Regions from separate parts of the Mus musculus genome. Here region 1 is linked to region 2. Evidence: chromatin contacts called from public HiChIP or PLAC-seq data. All regions are on one chromosome and are shown on one strand. The core of a region is the stretch at or near the end of the contact, and the rest is flanking DNA. Distances in the headings are between cores, read along the strand shown. Region 1 has its middle 67 kb from the start of Gm20758. Region 2 has its middle 19 kb from the start of Gm40763.

Region 1 (3,312 bases), core at 334-2,833, 150 kb after region 2:
AAACCCAGAAAAACTTCTGCCTTGTCCCAGTTTGGAATATAAGATTAGTATGTAAGTCTACATTGTTTCAACTAGAGAGATTTGGGGGAGGAGACAGCCTGGTGAGGGACAAAACTCAAGGACTGCACATGCAGGATTGGTGAATAAAGTTGTTATATGCAGATGATAGCCAGGATCATTTTCTTAAAGGACTCCACTCGAGGAAGAAAAACTTTTAATTGCGGTGGCAGAAACATTCACACAAAGTAGAAACTGGCTTTAATAACATCAGTAGAGACAATATCGTAGAAAGTCAAAATGAGTGCATATAAAATTTCAGCAGCAATTTGATGGAATAGTCCCCAGATGGTTAGCTCAGGCTAACATCTAATGGGCATATGAGCCTCTCATCTCTGGGGGACTTTGGAGGGTACCTGTAGAAATATCATATTGTACATTAGCTAACTGATTTTTTCCACTTTCATATTGTAGAAAGATTGTCTTACATGCGCTTCAGTTTCACAGCAAGCCTGACTGAGAACACCTGAACAGGGAAGGGAACATTTGTGCAAGATATGGAACCCCCTTTGAGGCCAACCTCAGCTACATAGAAAGTGTAAGACTAATAATATAAATTACATCTCAATGTGAACTGAAGCTGAGTTTTGCCTCTTTCTGCTGCTGCTATGGATTGATCCAACTGATTCAGGTTTCACTTTTTATTATAATTTTACATTTAAAAATAGGATTAACATTGTTATACTATTTCTTTTACATAATTATATATTTAATATAATTTGATATAGTAATGACATAATGATGTTATTATATCCTTGATGCTTAAACTTCAAGATGGCTATACTGTCTCTACATTCAGGGCTTTTCTGCAACTAAAATGTATGGTCATGCAAAGCCAACACTCAGTTAGCGTCTTTTGGTTTTATTTTTTTTTCTTTGCTTTCTTCATTTTTTTTTTCTAATCAGCTCTGCTCTGTCTGGTTCTTAGCAAAGCTTTTGAAAAGCAAAATTGTCATAGTGCTGTGATAAGCTGGGATGTTTAAAACCTTCAGTCTTATCAAGAAAGTACAGTACAGCATTGAGAACGCTGTTTACCAAATAGTCATAGGTCAGTAGGATGCCTGACTTACGCTTGTCTCAAGCTGGCACTCAGATACTCTGGTTCTGGGATGATGCAAATATTCATGAAATACTCATGAGGGTAGAACAGTGTGGCATCAACAAAAGAATCTGGTCTCAGGTCTCAAATTTCATTCTCATGAGTGATGACATCATTGGATGTCATGACCTCTTTTACAGAGGACCGGTCCATAAGCGCTGGGTCAGTCTAACTCATCGTTCTGGGTTTCACCTGGTCAACTAATGACCTGGCTGTCTGAGAAATCCAAAGGATGTTAGAGTTCATATATCCCATATAGTATGTGCTCTATTGGGGAAAAAAATGGATTGAGAACTGTTTCTTCCTGGAAATTCTGGGTGTGTTGGTACCTATGGTGAGAAGGCTTCACGAGCTTCCAATAAGAAAAGAAAGAGCTTTGAAGTAAGTCTAACTTACAGTAGTCGCTAGCCAGCTTCACCAGGAAGTCAGTTGCTTCCAGCAATGTGACCTTTTCCCAGAGACAAACACATTCCTCTTGCCAGGGCACACAGCTTCCTGCCTGTCAGTTTTGGTCACACTTTTAACGAATGGAACCTTTCACATCCTACACATGCCCACCCCAATCAAAACTTCTGAACGTGGGAAGGTCCCCAGGCCTTGGTTAGTGTCACATTGCTTTCTAGAGAAGCAAACCTCCAGAAAAATCTGAGTCCTTTTGCAAAATATATGCAACTTCCTTCACCATGCCACTAGAGAACAACCAACACTTACAGAGAAACAACTCGGTTAAGTCTCTTGCTGCTGAAGAAGAGGAAGGAGGAGGAGGAGGAGGAGGAAGATTCCCCCAGAAGAGCCACTGTAGTTTGCCTCCTTTTTCGTGTTTGTTGTTGTTGCTTTTGATGTTGTTAGTGGTGGTGGTGGGTTTTTCTTTTTTTTTTTGGTTTTTGAGGGTTTTTTTGTTTTTTTTTTTGTTTGTTTTTTGCTATGATCTTTATTAACTTAAAAAACCGAGTATGGTTTATAAAGTTATTTTGTGTGTGTGTGTGTTTACATGGAAATTGAGCACGAGCTGATTGGAAATAACAGGCAAATCCAGCCTCTTGCAGCCAGCCCGCTGCTTCCCAGTAGAAAGTACACTGAGCAGTGCATGGCCCACCATGCCGTGTTAGTACCCAGTGTGTTATTAATGGAAAAGATTTTCATTAAACATTCTGGAAATAATTATTTTTTGTTTTATGAAAGGCTCATTTCACGAGCTATATATACACACTCTCTTTCAGACTTTTTGAAACTCGATTTCTGTCTTCTTCCCAGTATCCCATGTGAATCAGTGTATCTCGGAGTTTAGGAATATACTATTGACGATGTGGTATTTCACAGACTGTCGAGGAAGAGAGTGAAATAGATATTAACCCTCATCTCTGGCTAGAGAATGAGGAATCAGTCATGCAGAGAAGCAAAGGAAGTGTATGTTTTCATGCCCCTTTAGCCTTGTAATCTATGTTTTGAAAGTGGTGGAGCCGGGCGTGGTGGCGCACACCTTTAATCCCAGCACTTGGGAGGCAGAGGCAGGCGGATTTCTGAGTTCGAGGCCAGCCTGGTCTACAGAGTGAGTTCCAGGACAGCCAGGGCTATACAGAGAAACCCTGTCTCAAAAAACCAAAAAAAAAAAAAAAAAAAAAAGAAAAGAGAAAGAAAGAAAGAAAGAAAGAAAGAAAGAAAGAAAGAAAGAAAGAAAGAAAGAAAGAAAGAAAGAAAGAAAGGAAGGAAGGAAGGAAGGAAGGAAGGAAGGAAGGAAGGAAGAAAGGAAGAAAGAAAGGAAGGAAGAAAAGAAAGTGGTAGAGATGGGCAGAAAATGTTCCAGATCTCAGAGACACTTTCAGGTGTCCCCCCTCACTGTAGCGTTAGCTATTGTCTTGTTCCATGTGGCTTTTCTTGTGTTGACAAGCATAACTTATATTATTGATCTGTTCAGAATTTTTAACATGATTGCTGTTGGATTGTTAGAGGTAGTCATATGTTTTTATATATTATATTTGATGAGTGTATCATGTTTATTGATTTGCGTGTGTTTAACCCACCTTATATCCTTGGGAAGAGTTACTACTGATCATGGTGGAGATCTTTAAAGCTGGATTCAGTTTGCTAGCAGCACAAGAATGTCTTAAGATGCTCTAGGCACAAAGCACCAAGGAGTAATCCCTGTCTGCTAGGAG
Region 2 (3,243 bases), core at 448-2,947:
GTGTGTGTGTGTGAACACAGTGCCATAGTATGTATGTGGAGTTCAGAGGAGAGTTTTCAGGGGTTCACCCCTTCCACCTCGTGGGAGCCAGGGATTGAACTGAGGCCATCGGTCTTGGTGGCAAGCCCCTTTGCCTCCTGAGCCAACTCACCAGCACAGCTCATGGTCCTTGACATAGAGGGGATTTGCTGTGTCCGTGGAAATGAGCCATCGTCCCCGCTGCGTTGCAGTGCTGAGCAAATGAATCTAAAACTCAGGCTCCTTTCCCTCCAGCATGGGATGGAACTATTTCAGGATGGGTGAGAATATTCATGACTCCTCAAAAGGATGGACATTAGGACGTAAGGTTATTTACAATTATGAAAATAAATATTGTACAATTCTAAAAGTTAAGAGAATAGCTCTGGGGGCTGGTGAGATGGCTCAGGGGGTAAGAGCACCCGACTGCTCTTCCAAAGGTCCAAAGTTCAAATCCCAGCAACCACATGGTGGCTCACAACCACCTGTAACAGAGATCTGATGCCCTCTTCTGGTGCGTCTGAAGACAGCTACAGTGTACTTACATATAATAAATAAAAAAAAAAAAAAAAAAAAAAAAAAAAAGAGAATAGCTCTGTGTTGATATTGCCTTGGTTCTTAAGGGCAGGATTTGTGGAGCAGTGGGTAGGGAAGGCCATGGTGGGTCTAGCAGCCTGCACAACTGGGCTGGAAGGCTGCCTTTACTAGCACTTGTGACCTTGGGGTGTTAATTAATATCTCCTAGTCTGTCTCCTCACTTCAAAAATACTAGTGATAATACTGCTATCTCATGGGATTCTTCTAAGTCTAGAGATAAAGACGACCTTGTTAGAGCACAGTGCCAGCCATTAATTTACTTACTTACTTGAGATGGGGTCTTACCATGTAGCCAAAATTGGCCTCCACCTCTGTTTATAGCTCTTGATTGCCTTTGAACTCATAAGCCTTTTACCCCTGTGTCCCGAGTGCCAGGGTTACAGGCATGTACCTTCCTGCCAGACTGGTATTTATATTCTCTTCTGAGAAAATCCAGCCCAATTCTACAAGAACCTTAATTTCGTCTGCCGTTTCTCAAAAATCATTCCTTAATTTCCCCGGGGTGTCACAGACATGAGCTCCTTGGCTGGGTCATATGAAAACACTTCCCTGAATACGGAGAGATGCGGTCGCTCCAGCAACAGGAGTCCCGGTGGCACAGGTACCCTGCAATTATTTAAGCTAGCTACTCATATCCTCCCCGCAGAGTCTTTCTACAGAGAGCATGTGAGTCACAGAGGGAATACGGCCGTCATACTGAAGTACCGAACCATGACCTATGGCTTGCCAGTCACAAGAATGGGTCTCTGTTTGTGTTCAGTGCAAGTTTTTACCTGCTTTATTGTTCTTCTGACTTCGGGCTTGTCTTTAGTTCTTTCGACTGGAAAAGGGGGAAAAAAATCTCTGACAAGAGGAGTTCTTAAGCTGCCGTTCCAGTTGACGTGAAGCTAATTCTAACTCAGACTGTTTTGCTCCGACTGCCTCAGGGTGAGGCAAGACCCTGGCATTTCTACCTCTGTGCTTCAGTCACTTGCAAGTCTTCCTTAGGTTATGGTTCTTCCTCTCCCTTTACCGTGGGCACAGTGCCCAGGTGCAGAAACTCTCAGCAGGGAATAAGAAGGACTAAGCTAATTACCAGCTATTTCCTCTTTCCAGAGCATTGTATTACTACGGTCCCCAACCTGCTTTTACAGATGCCTACAGCACACTATGCGTGTGTTTGGGTAGATAGGAACGCTTTTGGGTCTGCTGATCATTGCAGGCTTATTGGGAGGTGTAGTTCAGATCACACATCGGCACCCACTGGCTTAGCTGGCACAGCTCAGGGACGTCTTGGATCTCTGTTTGTAAATTCCGAAGACTGTTTGTTGCAGGTTAGAGGACACCGGTTGCCAGTCCAGACACTTGATGCTTGTGATGCTTGGGTACAGAGAGCATTTCCTTCCCCAGCCTCACCTTCTCATCATTAACAAAGTGAACACTGGCCCTGGGTTATTAGCGAGGTTAGAGGGAAGTATAGGACTGTGGGGACAGTCGTGACAATTGTAGCAACATTTAATTAGAAGCAATAAGAAGCTGCCCAGTGATATTTCTTGCTTTTGGGTTTAGTTTATGTCCATGGCTCAGGACACTCATCTAAGTGCTAATAACATAAGAGAGCTCTTATCTCTGCTTCAGAAGCAGAGCACACACACATACACACACACACACACACACACACACACACACTCATACACACTCATACACACATAAACACACACACATATACATACTCACACACTCACACACACTCATACATACACACACTTACACACACACACACACACACTCATACACACATAAACACACACACATATACATACTCACACACTCACACACACTCATACACACACACACTTACACTCACACACACACACACACACACAAATGTATACACAGCCGTCAAATGCTTCTAGACAGCTGGGGTAAAGTGAGTGTGACAGGCACAGCCACAGGCCTGCTGGTCTCACTTGTGCCTTGGAGATACATGCAAAGAGTGACAAGCCCTAGACAAGATCTCAGTTCTCTCCCAGGCGAGCAGCCACCTGAGCTGCCCTGGCAGGAACTTCCCTGTTGTCTCCTTGTACAAAGGGGCCAGTTACTCAAATCATGCAGACATATCTGCCCTAGGTTTTTAATTAACTTTGCAATGTGAGTGTTGGGGATGGGAGTGGGTAGGGGGAGATGGGAAAGGTAGGTCAGCTGATGTAAGCACTCCTCCCCTTCATCCTTGGATCCAGGGAAACTAAAGGAAGAGAAAAGGAAAAGACCAGGAAGCGTCCATAACAGAAGTTGGCCTTTTCCAGAGCTCGCTTCCCCGTGCATGGAGGAGACAGTCCCAATGTCATTAACTGGAAGAAGCAAAGGAGTTACACTTTTCATCATTGCTGAGCACATCAAATGCATGGGGCCTCAGTTTCTTGCTTACAGGGTAGATCCCAAGGTCAGCAAGGGATTTTGGAAAACAAGAGAGAGAGAGAAAGAAAAGAATACTTCATGTGGTATCAGAGACATGTCTATGGCTAGGCAAGCTTGATGTCCTTGAAGTAAGATGACCTGAAAGGTTGGGAATGTCCCTGTGGCATAGACCAGGATACACCCCTATTTGTTCAACATCCCCAAGACTTCACATTGTTACTGCGGCATATC

The links. HiChIP or PLAC-seq counts read pairs in DNA pulled down with a chosen protein or histone mark.
Region 1: a contact with region 2 is called in a RAD21 HiChIP or PLAC-seq map of pro-B cells, with 2.5 times the contacts expected there. The contact joins two enhancer-like sites. A contact is called at or near these places in 1 of 15 datasets of contacts at CTCF or cohesin (pro-B cells), 2 of 484 Hi-C or Micro-C datasets (muscle stem cells and nephron progenitors) and 3 of 115 datasets of contacts at active chromatin or transcription factors (embryonic stem cells, fibro-adipogenic progenitors and pancreatic cancer cells).

What each region holds. Positions count from the first base shown.
Region 1 is chr10:111,805,423-111,808,734 of GRCm38.p6, forward strand. It overlaps the pseudogene Gm19005. Among named protein-coding and RNA genes, the nearest start is that of Gm20758, 67 kb to the right of the region's middle. Within about 2 kb of position 1,584, at least 10 of the 459 cell types and tissues checked have an H3K27ac peak or open chromatin away from gene starts, as enhancers often do. A contact at or near this core is called in pro-B cells, where this site is marked.
Region 2 is chr10:111,653,329-111,656,571 of GRCm38.p6, forward strand. No RefSeq gene overlaps it. Among named protein-coding and RNA genes, the nearest start is that of Gm40763, 19 kb to the left of the region's middle. Within about 2 kb of position 1,698, at least 29 of the 459 cell types and tissues checked have an H3K27ac peak or open chromatin away from gene starts, as enhancers often do. A contact at or near this core is called in pro-B cells, where this site is marked.